Regions from separate parts of the Sus scrofa genome. Here all the other regions are linked to region 1. Evidence: chromatin contacts called from public HiChIP or PLAC-seq data. All regions are on one chromosome and are shown on one strand. The core of a region is the stretch at or near the end of the contact, and the rest is flanking DNA. Distances in the headings are between cores, read along the strand shown.

The links. HiChIP or PLAC-seq counts read pairs in DNA pulled down with a chosen protein or histone mark.
Region 2: a contact with region 1 is called in an H3K27ac HiChIP or PLAC-seq map of alveolar macrophages. The contact joins the enhancer-like site here to the promoter of MMGT1 in region 1. A contact is called at or near these places in 2 of 5 promoter capture datasets (fetal liver and liver), 5 of 47 Hi-C or Micro-C datasets (blood, fetal liver, liver and 2 more) and 1 of 2 datasets of contacts at active chromatin or transcription factors (alveolar macrophages).
Region 3: an H3K27ac HiChIP or PLAC-seq map of alveolar macrophages shows a contact between it and region 1, with 4 times the contacts expected there. The contact joins the promoter of FHL1 here to the promoter of MMGT1 in region 1. A contact is called at or near these places in 1 of 5 promoter capture datasets (liver) and 1 of 2 datasets of contacts at active chromatin or transcription factors (alveolar macrophages).

Annotation. Positions count from the first base shown.
Region 1 is chrX:111,155,111-111,159,984 of Sscrofa11.1, reverse strand. It overlaps MMGT1 (membrane magnesium transporter 1), which reads left to right and starts at 1,687. Exons shown (of 4, transcript NM_001243208.1): 1 at 1,687-1,829. The coding sequence starts at 1,751.
Region 2 is chrX:110,981,738-110,986,174 of Sscrofa11.1, reverse strand. No RefSeq gene overlaps it. Among named protein-coding and RNA genes, the nearest start is that of INTS6L, 28 kb to the left of the region's middle. Within about 2 kb of position 3,069, at least 2 of the 83 cell types and tissues checked have an H3K27ac peak or open chromatin away from gene starts, as enhancers often do. A contact at or near this core is called in alveolar macrophages, where this site is marked.
Region 3 is chrX:111,354,867-111,359,236 of Sscrofa11.1, reverse strand. It overlaps FHL1 (four and a half LIM domains 1), which reads right to left and starts at 2,999. Exons shown (of 6, transcript NM_214375.1): 1 at 2,660-2,999. The coding sequence starts at 2,681.

The DNA.
Region 1 (4,874 bases), core at 438-2,937:
CAAGATCCTGGTGGTCTTCTGGGTCGTCGTATCTCGATTTTTCCCAAAATAAAAATACTTTCGGGAGTTCCTGTCATGGCTTGGTGGTTGGTGGATCCAGCTGGGAACCATGAGGTTGCAGGTTCGGTCCCTGGCCTTGCTCAGTGGGTTAAGGATCCGGTGTGGCTGTGAGCTGTGGTGTAGGTTGCAGACGCGGCTCGGATCTGGCATTGCTGTGGCTCTGGCGCAGGCCGGTGGTTACAGCTCCGATTCAACCCCTAGCCTGGGAACCTCCATATGCTGTGGGTGCGGCCCTAGAAAAGACAAAAAACAAACAAACAAAAAAAACTTTTGAAAAGAGCATATTGTTCAGATATTAGGGTAATCTAGGAAAGTCCCCCCCCAAAACATCATGTGCTTAATCTTTGACCCACAGGCAATTGTGCTCAGGGTGCCTAATCTGAAGCTCAGGGGTGATTGTGTTAAGAGTGCAATTAGGAGTTCCCGTCGTGGCGCAGTGGTTAACGAATCCGACTAGGAACCATGAGGTTGAGGGTTCGGTCCCTGCCCTTGCTCAGTGGGTTAAGGATCCGGCGTTGCCATGAGCTGTGGTGTAGGTTTCAGACGCGGCTCGGATCCCGCGTTGCTGTGGCTCTGGCGTAGGCCAGTGGCTACAGCTCCGATTCGACCCCTAGCCTGGGAACCTCCATATGCCGTGAGAGCGGCCCAAAGAAATAGCAAAAAGACAAAAAAAAAAAAAAGAGTGCAATTAAGCCAGGGAGAAGCACAGGAAGGGCTCTAAGCTATTCAATTTTAAACTAGTCATTTCTAAAGAAGCATAAGGAATATAACTTTTCTCTTAGGTGTATGAAGTTCCGATATCAAATTGTCTGTATTTTATGGGCTGAAGACCAAATACACACACACACACATATCGAGAAAGGAGAGTATATTTTATTCTGATCACAGAGGCAGAAGATTGGCCTGTGTTGTTAGCATCCTTTTATTCTTCCCATTTCATTTCTCCCTTATGTAAACTGGTTCTCTTCATGACAGAACGTCCCGCTGGGCTACACTTTGGGCGGGAAGGTACGGACACTTAGAAGGAAACTAACTTTTACCCTCCCCCCGGCCTACCACTTATTTGGGGCTCCAAATCCAGGGTGGTTTTCCTCTACATCCCACCCGCCACCTCGCTTTCACACCCTTGCCTCCTTCCGCAGTGCCGGTTGCCAGAAGGCTGAAATACAGGAAAGGTCGACAGAAAACAAAGAACGCAGCTTGACAAGGGAAAAGCAAAACAAACAAACAACCTCCCCCTGCCCAGGGGTAGGGAGCCAGCACAGACCACCTTTAACACCAGCCCCCAGTGCCCCAATTCCTTTGCCCAGCCCGGAACTCCCCGCAGGCCCCGCCCCCTGCCCCACGGCGCGCGCTCATTTGCTGGCGCCCATCTTCTCCGCTTCCCCATTGATTCGCTCTCGCCTCCTCTTTGATGCCCTCTGCTCAGCTCCGCCCCTCGCAGAGCGGCAGCCCGGCGCAGGCCCGGCTCCTCGCCACTCGCGGACCTTTTTCCGTGTCGCTTTCTCCTTCTTCCCGGCATTCCTGTTTCCGCTTTCTCATGGCTCTTAGCTTTTCCCACCTCTCAGGCACTTCGCGCCCAGGGGTTCAGTGACGTCATCTCTCCGCGCTGCGCGGACACCCGCCGGTGGAGGAAGGAACGGCTCCGCCGCCCTTCGCTTCTTTGTTGGGCTGCTGCTCCTTCGGAGTCATGGCGCCGTCGCTCTGGAAGGGGCTGGTGGGCATCGGCCTCTTCGCCCTAGCCCACGCGGCGTTTTCCGCTGCGCAGCGTAAGTGCCTGGGGGACGGGGACCGCTCCCGTGCGGGACTCCGGGGGCAACGTGTGGGCGCACCCCTGAAGGGAGTGTCGGACCGAGTGTCCCGGGAACGGTCATTTGAGACCTTAGACTTTGGGGTGAGTGTGAGAAGCAGTACAGGGCTCCCCGGTGCAAGGCTTTCAGTGTGAGTTAGAGGAGAGTGGGGCACCTGGGATTGCAGCAGGATTGGAAGGGGGTGTTGGGGAGAGGGCTCAGCACGGGACCGGCGGGCTGCAGGATGGGCAGAGAGGAAGTCTATCCGAGAATTCGAAACAAGTGATGTCAGATCCAGCGTGGGGCTGATCAGACAAAGTGTCAGACTGAGGATCTCGGATGCTCACGGCCCCATGACAACTAGATGGACAACATCTTGGGCACTCCTGGGCTGTCCAGGCACACTGAGAAGTTAGGTGACCATTTGCCTCAGGGAGGCACTGTGATCCAGGGCGAAGAGCACTGAACTGGGGGATTGGAAGGCTGGTTCTTAAAAACTTGCTTTACCACTAAATCCGTGACCTTGGGCACATCATATCCCTTCCCTGAAGTTTCATTGAGGTGGATTTTAATTCGTGCCCTGTCTATGTCAAAGAGCGATAGGGAAGTTTAAGTGAAAAAAAAAAAAAGTAAAAGTACTTTATCATACGCATACAATTGTGAGGTCAAGAAGAAACCTGGAGTCCAGCAGAGGATGCAGTGCAGTCTTGAGACGGTTGATCTGTTTTGAGGTCTTCTCTCCTAGACCAGGAGCTAGCCATCTCTGGCATGTGGGCCAAATGCGGCCTCCCTCCTGTTTTTGCAGGGAGCTAAGAATGCTTTTAGACTTTTAATTTGTTTTGGAAAAAACAAAGGAATATCATTTTATGATCCATGACAGTTATATAAAATCCAGGTTTCACTGTCCATCAGTGAAGTTTTATGGGCACACAGCCACACCCATTCATTTGGGTATTGTCTGGCCGCTCACTAAGGGCAAAGTTGAGTAGTTGCAACAGATAATAATATCTGGTCCTTTACAGGAACAGTTTGCTGACCTCTTTCCTAACCTATAGAACCCATGAGGACAGAGACAATGTATATTTTGTTTATTTCTGTAATTTCATGCCTAGCACAGTGTTCTCCACTGTAGGTATTTAAGAACTTGAATGAAGGGAACAAATTCAGAGTTGACCTTTATTCCTTTCTTTGCTAGATTACTTTCCATCTTCAGGACTAAAGTAGAAAACGAAATGTGACTTCCTTCAAAGCGCCAATTGTTTTCAAGACAAAACCTTTTGTCCTATTTATTATATATAATTAAAAGGATCCAATTATTAAAATTACTTTTTACATATGTGTATTATGACATTTGTCTGACAGAAATTCAGCTTTATTAAATTTTTGTTGTGAAATTTTAGATTTACAGAAAGGCTGCAAAGATAGTACAGAGAATTACTGTATACCTCTCCCCCCAGGTTCCCCCACTGGTAGCATCTTACATTACTGCGGTGTAATGTCACAACTAAGAAACTGCCAGTGGCACATTACTAGTAACTAAAGTCTAGCTTTTCTTTGAATTTCACCAGTTTTCCCATTAATGTCTTCTTTCTGTTCCAGGAATCAATCCAGGGTATTGTATTACATTTAGTTGTCATGTTCCCCAGGCTCCTCTGTTCTGTGATAGCTTCTCAAAAACTCCAACCTTTAATGATAACGATAATAATAGTCAACATTTATTAAGTGCCTACGGTGTGCCAGGCGCTGAACTAAGCACTTTACAGGTATTATATAATTCAGTCCTACCAGTGAGGCAGATATTATTGTTATTATTGCCTTTGAAAGATGAAGAAATTGAGACACACACTGCTAGGAAGCTTGTGCAAAAATTACAGAGATGATAAATGGTGGCGCTTCAAAACAAGCAGTTTGATTCTAGAGCCTGTGTGCTGCACTGCTTGGTAAAATTCAGTCTTGAGTAATTGGTTGAAATTGCACTGTGCTTAGGTGCTAGAAGGTGCAATGATGCCCTGAGGGAGTTCAGAGTCAAGTGGAGAAACAAATGGATCAAGAAACAATCACAGTAGTCATACAGATGCTAGGCTAAAAGTAGGTAAAGATATATTGAGGCAGGGGAAGTCATTTTTCAGGTGGCAAAGGGGTTAATAAAGGTATCCAAGAGCCCCGATCAAGTGTGGTCAGTAGACCAGCATCTTGGGACTCGCCTGGGAGCTTGTCAGAAATGCAGACACTCAGACCCCGCCCCAGATCTTTGGCGTCTGACTCTGTGTTTTAATAAGCTCCCCAGGTGATCTGTGCACACATTCATTTGAGAAGCGCTGCCCTAGAGGAATTGAGGATGCTGGAGTACTGCGCCATTTCCTACAATAGACTTCAGCTGTAAATTCGTGCAGTACTAGAGCAAGGAGACAGATGACTGAGGTCCAACCCCTTTTACACCTGAGGAAATGCCTTGCTCAAGGTCGAGTTACGTTAGAGTCAGATTGGGCTTCCTGCAAAGAAGAGAAGTAGCTTGGGATTGAACGGACAGTAGGAAGTTGTCCTTATTTATGATAAATCCTGTGAGATAAAACTTCAGAAATGTCTCTAAACACATTCTCTCTTGAGAGTCAATTTGCAATTTTAAGCATGTTATGAAGTAGGGCTTGTGCAGGTTTCTTCTAGCATTGAGATTTCGCGTTTTTATGTGAGGTGAGAATGCCCTGTGGCATGTGTCACTGCAGTGGGACATCTTTATAATGCTCATGTTGGAAGGGGACCAGTATTTGCCTTTGAGGCTGTCATGCCCAATTGTGGCAGCAGGCAGCACCCCGTGTTGCTGTGGCATGCTCACCTTTGCCTGATGAACTTCGTTGTGAAAATGCCTATTGGGTATCTCACTTATCCTCCTATTATTCCCATTTTACTGTTGCAGAGACTTAGGTTGTGCAAAGATAGATACTGTATTTGTTTCATTCTCAGACACACTCCCCCTCCTACATTTTAACACTCTGAAGTTGAGATACATGTTACAATCCACGGGTG
Region 2 (4,437 bases), core at 1,820-4,319, 180 kb after region 1:
CTGTAATAAATGCTGATAGAAAAGAATATAAAAAAGAATATACACGTGTGCCTGTGTGTACCTGAATCTCTCTGCCGGATGCTAGAAAGTAACACAACATTGGAACTATTCTTCAAAAAAATAAAAAAAAAAAAAAGAATTTCAAGACAGTGTTAGCAGACCAGTAAACCACATGCAAGCCCGAGCACGGAGCCCTGTGCGACCTTAGAGGTCAACGCCAAGGCCACCGGCCCCAATCATAGGGTGCTATGTGTGGACATTTTATTTCAGGCGTGCGCATGCATGTGCACCCTGCAGGCACTGGGGGTGTCCTCAAAGTCTGATGCGTCCCCCCCCCCCACTAGGCGCTGGGGCTTTTTCCAGGAGGAGTGAAGTGATTTTCATTAGAACAGGACTGGGGCCGCGTTATCCCTTAATCCCTGCATCTCATGGTCTGTTAGGACATGACAGACCAGAGTCGCCTTCTGTCCCCAGCAAGCACCCATGACCTTACCCAAAGAGGAGAAACAACTAGCCCTACCTTAGGCTACTTCTGGCCTAAGTTCCTTTAAGCTCAAGCGGCAAAGGAGCTCTTTTCACCGGACACGTAACGCAGGCCAGTCTAGGGGACATGTGACTCCTTAGTAGCTCAGCTCCAAGGAGGCTTTTTCCTGGATCCTCTGTGGGGGCTGGGCAGCAAGACGGGCTTCAGGGATCCACAGAACTGTCATTTCCAGTCCGAACATAGTTGCTTGCCCTTGACATTCATTTCCCAAGAGAATTGAGAAGATACGGAAAATTATACAGAAGGAAACAAAAATTGCTTATTTCCTGTCTTGCCGTCATAACTGCCATGAACATATTTTTTATATCGTCTGCCATTCATTTTTCTATGTGTGTGCACTACAATTAAAGACAAGGGCTCGGGAGTTCCCATCGCAGCTCAGTGGAAACGAACCCAGCTAGGAACCATGAGGATGCAGGTTGGATCCCTGCCCTCGCTCAGTGGGTTAAGGATCTGGCATTGCCGTGAACTGTGGTGCAGGTTGCACACTCGGCTTGGATCCCGCATTGCTGAGGCTGTGGTGTAGGCTGGCAGCTACAGCTCCAATTCGACCCCTAGCCTGGGAACCTCCATATGCTGTGGGTGCAGCCCTAAAAAAACAAAAAGACACACACACACAAAGACCATGGCTCATATTGTGTATAGATATTGAAATCTATTTTTCTTTCACTTAATATTATGATTCAAGAAAAAAGAATTTAAAAAAGAAAAAAAATATTATGAGATTCAGTCCCACTGTCCCTTAATGCTGCACATGTACCCAAAAAAATCTCCCCATCCTTTCCTGCTGTTGTCTATGAAGATATTATCTCTTTAGAGGCATTAAGATTATTGAATCAGCTAAAGTTTAAGCTTTAAACTTAAAGGAAGTTTAGTTCCTAAACTAACATTTAGTTCTTTGTAACCAGGAAGCATTTTTCCCCCACTTGTCAGCTTCCCTCTTAGAGAAGATCCTTATTCTAAATTTCATCAGGAGCTAGAATCAGACTTCTACACTAAGTTCAACTTTTGACCAAAAGAACATATCCCATTGTGACTCATCAGTAATGAACCTGACCAGTATCCATGAGGATGCAGGTTCGATCCCTGGTCTCACTCAGTGGGTTAGGATCCAGTGTTGCCGTGAGCTGTGGTGTGTGGTGTAGGTCACAGATGTGGCTTGGATCTGGCGTGGCTGTGGCGGTGGTGTAGGCCGGCAACTACAGCTCCGATTAGACCCCCAGCCTGGGAACCTCCATGTGCCGTGGGCACGACCCTAAAAAGACAAAAGACAAAAAAAAATAATAATAATAAGTATCAAAACTTTAAACGCAATGCCCGTTAAATCTGTTAAGTAAATGTAAACCCCTGCTTATGTACATCTTTTTCGAAATAAACTTGGCAGCCCTTTGTCCTTTCTTGCCTTTAAAACCTAATTTAGACAATAAGAGTCTCTCTCCTCCTATGTCGGCCTGTACTTCCCTTGGCCTCCTGTCTATTCCCCAACTGGGAAGGCAGCGGCAGTGTTGTATTGATACAGAACTGTGGTTTTTAAAAAAATTTGGATAGCTGAACTACAATAGTAGTGATAAGAAGTAAGTACTCCTGGGAGTTCCCGTCGTGGCGCAGTGGTTAACGAATCCGACTAGGAACCATGAGGTTGCGGGTTCGGTCCCTGCCCTTGCTCAGTGGGTTAACGATCCGGCGTTGCCGTGAGCTGTGGTGAAGGTTGCAGACGCGGCTCGGATCCCGCGTTGCTGTGGCTCTGGCGTAGGCCGGTGGCTACAGCTCCGATTCAACCCCTAGCCTGGGAACCTCCATATGCCGCGGGAGCGGCCCAAGAAATAGCAACAACAACAACAACAAAAGACAAAAAGACAAGGAAAAAAAGAAGTAAGTACTCCTTTTCCTGAATATGACTTTTGAAACACATTTATACAGAAGAAAAATAGTTTCAAAATAAATACTTCAGAGTTCCTTCCCGCTAATATAGGATTTGGCTGATCCCCTTAAACTGAGTTTTCCCCCCTCATCCACCTCTTTCTCTCACTTCTAAGGATCACTACCCAGTTTCCTCCTGAGGGTCAACCCTAGTCAAAGACTTGGGAAGATCCGGTCCTGGTGTAACCCATCATATCCAAACAAGGAAAGACTGTTTGGAGAGGATTATAAGGAAATGCCTCTGACCATATTGTTATCGCAAGAACATTCTAGAATAAATGAGAAATAATGATGGCAACTATCCAAGGATCTCATAGCTCTAGTTATCTGGAGTTTGCAGAGAATGAAAGTCATAGAATGCTGGACTATGCAAATCATCCCATCCTACTACTTCATCTTGAAGACACAGAAACAGATCCAGGAAGTGAAGGGGCCGACTTGAAGGTCACATATCTACTTAGGAGAAGATCTGAAGATAAAAGGCCAAGTTACCTGACCCTGAGTTCAGAACTTTCATCTCTACCAAACTATCTTAAACTGGAAGTTGCTCTACTTGCAAGACGTTATTAGGCTCTAATGTGTGGCAGTGTGTTGAAAGGGAGAATACTGCCACCTGGTGGTGGCAGGTATAATAGGGCCGGGCGGTTGATGAACAAGGAAATCCATTCATTCATTTATTCATTCATTCCGTAAATATTTGCTATCAGCCTGGCTTGTGCAAGCAATATGCTGTGCACTGCGAGGTCTTCTTACCTTAATGGGGCTGACATTTTTTTAAGAGAGGCATTACAAAAAACTTACTCTGTAAGCACAGTACAGAGCTATGCAGGAGTTTAAGGGAAAGACAGCTGAATGCTTTCTGATAGGGATCTGGGAAGGGTGGGGCATGGAGAAAGGACAAGTTCACTTGGCTTTGAAGAACAAATAGCTTAGGGTTTGTTGAAAAGGAGATGAGGCAGAAAATTCTATCCTAGATCTGGCTAAAGATCTAAAGCCTGAGGAGTTCCCATTATAGCTCAGCAAAAAAAAAAAAGGTATCTGACTAGCATTCTTGAGGAGGTGGGTTCGATCCCTGGCCTTGATGAATGGGTTAAGGATCTGTCATTGCCATGAGCTGTGGTTCAGGTTGTAGACATGGCTCGAATCCAGAGTTGCTGCGGCTGTGGTGTAGACCAGCGGCTGCAGCTCCCATTCCACCCCTAGCCTGGGAACCTCCGTATGCCTCAGGTGTGGCCCTAAAAAAAAGAGACAAAAAATAAAAAATAATGAATTAATTATTTGAAAAATAAAACATCAAATTGTACACATTAAATATGTTCAGTTCTTTGCGTATCAATGACACTTCAATAAAGGTGGTTTAAAAAAAAAAAAAGATCTAAAGCCTGAACTCTTTAGCATTATGCTATATAAGCCCTTTGACTGGGTTGGGAATTTAGGGCTAGGAAGTGACATAGGACCTTGAAGGCCATGTTAAATGGTTTGGATTTGGTTGGGTTTGGTCTGTAGGCAATTGGTAGCCATGGAAGGTTTTTAAGAAGGTGGTCTTATGTGAACTGAGCTCTCACCCCCTGCCCCCACCAAAGCACTAAGTGCTTAGAGCATTAGGCCCTGAGAGCAGATCAAAGACGACAGTGCAAAGGCCTGGGTTCCATCAGAAGCTCTGATGGCTGGTAATTATTCTGCAGGTTTAATTGCTCAGAGCCTTTTGCTAAACTCCACTCTGTTACACTTGGTTGGTCAAGTTAAGAGCTGTCAAATCTATTCCCTGAGCTATGGAGTAAACCAAGATTTTCTCAGAAGCTAGCTTTCACTCAAAAATGTTATCATGTGTTTTCTCAGAGGAAGGTTTTACATTGTTTTTTAACTAGGAAAAAATGTAATGTCATTTCCTGATTCCAAAATTTTGTAACATTGCAGAACCGTAGGAGTATTCTCGAAAGTGAAAGTATTGCATAGTCCCAGCCATTCAAAGA
Region 3 (4,370 bases), core at 1,750-4,249, 200 kb before region 1:
AGCACGCTGAGAGGGGCCTATGCAGACCTCAGTTATCTCCAAAATCGTTTTGGCTTTCGATTTAATCATGTACACATACAGGAAATACAATGTTACAACTTTTTTTTTTAAACTATAAACCTCATTAGAGAAGATCCAATTTGCATTTAATCATCTTGTTTCTGGTTTTGTATATATTCGCTCATGTTTTCCTGCTAATCTTCATTTCTCCCCGCCTGCCCAGATGGCTCAAAATAAAGACGATTTAAGGAAAAAGTGAATTATTACGACCAGGTAGCGTTTTTCTAACTGCATTTTCCCTGAGGGGTGTGATGTACAGTGTAAACAATGAGCAGTCGCTCAAATCGGGAAAAAATGCCCGTTACGTCTGGTCTGTTAATTGCTCAGTCCAACCCAGCAGTACATTAGTCACTCTGCGTATAGGTACTGGCTCCCAAGGAAAGGGTACACTGCTTTCCCGAGCACACTCAGCAGACAGAGAACCAAGCCTTGGCGGGGGAAGCCTCAGCGGGGGAAGGGGAGGCGCCCGACGGGCTGGGGATTGAACACCTAAGCGGCTGCCACGGGGCGGGCTCAGGAGACCCGCGAAAAGGGGCCGGTCAGAGAATTTCGCCGAACACCGCCAAGTGTTTTTCCCTTACAAACAGACCGTTGTTAACAACTTGCCTCCTACGCTGTGTTAGGAAAACACCGCAAGTCTCCTGCGGGCGGCTGGTGGCAGGTGACACTGGCCTCCGGGGTCCAAGCCCCGCCCCCGCCCCGCCCCGTCCAGGGCCGCTCGGTGCTGACACGGGGCGGGCCGAGCAGGGCACACACTGGCAGCAACATGTGTTTTCGGTTTCTCGGGCGAAGCGGCAGGCCGTCCGCTAGTGGTCACGGCAAGTACAAAGCCTTCAGTGTCACCCTCGCCCAAGTCTTCCGTTATTTTAGGACGCGGTCCCCCGGGATCGCGCCCCCAGCCCAGCACACCCCCCCACGCTGGCCCCCGCCAGGCCGGCCTCGACGTGAAGGGCCAAAGGGTAAAGGAAGGCCCTCTGTAGACAGTAAGGATCAAGGCTCGCCCTTGAAACATCCTCTCTGGATGCGGACGGCCCCTAAAAATGGATTCTGACCTATCCGATTCTGCAAGCCTCTACCCTGTCCACACAAAGTCCACTTCAGGGCACTTCTCTCTCATCTGCTCTCACGGACCTATTGAACCTAACGCGACACAAGATGCTAGCTCCTGATTTTAAAAATCACCTAGAAGGTGTCAGCAATTTGTCTAATTTCGTTACAGTTACAGCCTCCAGATTTATAGAAGAATAACGTCAGGATGTGGTATAGTTTCAAAATCCAAGGTTGGGCGTGTTATAAACATGTCACCTTTGAAACAGATTTCCTTATCCTGTCATTTAATTAGTAAATAAAACGGGCAGTTCCTCTACCAGTTAACCTGCGTCCAAGGTCCACTGGAACAACTGGTACAGCCGGCTAGTTTGTCTACACCCAGAGCTTGCGGACGTTGGCCGATTAGATTAGCACAGTCTCGGGCCTGTGGTGCCGAGCTGGTACAATGGCTCCCGGGTGGAGGAAGAGACAGCAGGCAGCTCGAGAGCCTTGGGAACAAGGAGGACAAGCGGACAGGCGGACCAAAGCAGCGCATCCCACGGCAGCACGCTTGGTTCAAACCCCGACAGAGAAATCTGACCCAGTACTGCCTTTATCTAAACAGCCCAGTACTGCCTTTATCTAAACAGCCACAGGCAACACTCAGTTCTCAAAACTGTTGTTTCCAAAAGACTGCCACTGAGAATGACATCGACCCTTCATCTGAAAGCTGAGAGATGGGCCGAAGTGCCTGGCTGCTAAGAAAGGGGACCGTTCCTTAGCAAGAGGGCCACAGAGCCACAGCGACAGTCCTGGCTTGGGAGGAGCGAGGCAGCAGGCTGAGCCCAGAGACCTGCCCGCCCTGCAGCCCTCGGGCCCCGTCCCCCGGGGGTCTGGTCCACGCCAGAGGCTTCCTCCACGTCAGGGCATCAAACGAGAGGGAGACTCTTGGGGCACCGACAGTCTAGAGGGTCCGCAGCTTTGCCCTGTTTTCTGATCAGAAGACTTGGGGGGCTACGTGTCACAGCCGAAGGCTCCCGGCTGTGTGTCCGGGAGGACCAGACACAGGGCCCTTCCGAGGAGAAGAGGGCCTTAGGGCAGCACGGACTTTGCGTTATCAGTCTTCCTTCTTGCAGCTCCATGTTCCACGGCTGACCTTTTCTAAACATTGAAATTCGGTTTAAAGCACTGTCAAGATGAAGATCTGTATCTTACAAATAACCCCCAAACTGCGAACAGTCACGACGAAAACCTCTTTCCTCACCCAATCGCTTCCAGCCTCCCAGACGTCCTGCCAAAGGGCTCTGGAGCAACGTGTTTACATGTTTTCAAGAAATAAGCTACTCGAGCTGTTGACTTTACCTGAACAAGATCTCTTTTGTCCCGGAAACAGCATTAGAGGGAGGCAAGGCCTGAGCAGAGAGGAGCTACGGCTCTGTTACTATTTAGACAGGACTGAAATCACGTCACCCAAAAATATCTCTTAAACAAAGGTCGGACGCGGGGCCCTCGGCACCCTGTGCTCCGAGAAGCCGGGGCCGCCCGGGGCCGCCGCCGCCGCCGCGTTTACCTGCATGTCTGTGGGAGGCCATGGCTCCGCCAGCGAGTCCCAAGCCGCACCTGGAGCCACTGTCCCCTGGGCCCGGCTGATAAGGCTGCGGCTCCGTTGTGAACATACATTTAAGGGGAAGCGGTGAACACGAAAATAACCGAGAGCAGATGGCCCACCCTCCCCAGAGATCGCAACCTTAATCCCACTCGAAAATTCTTAACCATTTTAGGTGATCCAAGGGAGAAGAATAGGACCCAGTAAAAATACCAAACACTACATATAAATACCTGTGGGGCTACTCAGCATCCAAATTAGCTCCAGAGCCAGAGAGGCCGCAGAGAAAGTGATCCCTGTACCGGAATAAAATTTGGACGCGGCCGTGGCATACCTCAACGCTGAGCCACCCCATTAATCTACTTTATACGCCCGATGAGCTCGCCCGCGGGCCCCGGAAGGACGCGAGTTTGTGCTGCTACTGGTCAAAGTAACTGTACGAGACAGACCGCCGGCGGCAGCGGGGGAAAGACGCACTGGACCCGAGGGCCACACAGGTCGAGGGCACGGCCCGTGTCCTCCTGGGTCTGTCCCGGAGGTTGGCAGGATCCTGAAAAGAGCACCCCTCCTGAGTGCCAGACAGGGCGGGCCCGGAGGGGCAGACACACGCACGCACCTGCTAGTACACGAGGAAGAGACCGTGTCCCACAAACGCAGCCCCTTGCTTTCCACTGTCAGGGACGATGAAAGCAGAAACGGGGACGGAAACACCGTGACCCCAACGGGCCATGCGATGGCTGGAGACGGGGCCCCAGGAGGAGCCGTGGGCGCCCCCGCCCGGGCCGTGCCCTGCGCCCTCCTCACCCGCCCCACCCCAGGGTACCCGCCCCCGGCAGCCGGGCCCTCCGCCCCGGGCCTCGCGCTGGCTCCTCTGCTTCCTCCAGGCTTGGCTTCAGGTCACTTTCTCGGGCCATCTTCCCCAGCCACCCCGCCGAACGCTGCCCCCACTGCCCCCAGCTTCCTCAGTGACTCCGTGTGGAAAAACCAAATTCCACAACTTGAAAAGGGTTTGCCAAGCCTCACATAAAAGTGAAACACAGTCCCACCCAGAACCCTACAAGTGGCTTCCGCCACTGAACATCAAGGAGTGTAGACAACCCTGACTCGGGGGCCAGGGCCATGCTTTCCTCGTCTTCTGTCCCCAGGCCTGGCCGGTGAGCCATACCCGCTTCAGCAACGGATGCCAGACTCTGAGGACGCCTGTGCCCTTCCACTGTCTCACGGGAAGTTATTCTAAAGACAGCCCGGACTGCCAGGAGCTCCCAGTTAGCAGAAGGTAACAGCACCCTCAAAGCCAGGATGCTACAGGCAGATTTATCACACAGTAGTGCCCCCAAAAAGCCCGGAGAGAGAAAGGCCTCTTTCCCAGCTGGGCTGACTGCGCGAGAGCAGGAGACTGGCCAGTATGAACAAGGCCTTGCTCCTAAAACAAATGAGACTTTGCACCCAGAGGAAAGGCTCCTATTTTATTAGATGCTTAACCCTGATAAACACTAAATTTTCCATTTAGTGAGGTAAACGCTGGGTTAGGGCCAAGGCGCTTTTAATGGCCCCCCTCGCAGGGCTGCAAACAACAAGCAGAGCGCGTGGCCTCGGGAGGTCTACTCCCAGCAAGCAGACGCGTCCCTTTAGCCAGCTGAGCACTGCGAAAGGTGACAACGGAATAGCAACGGGC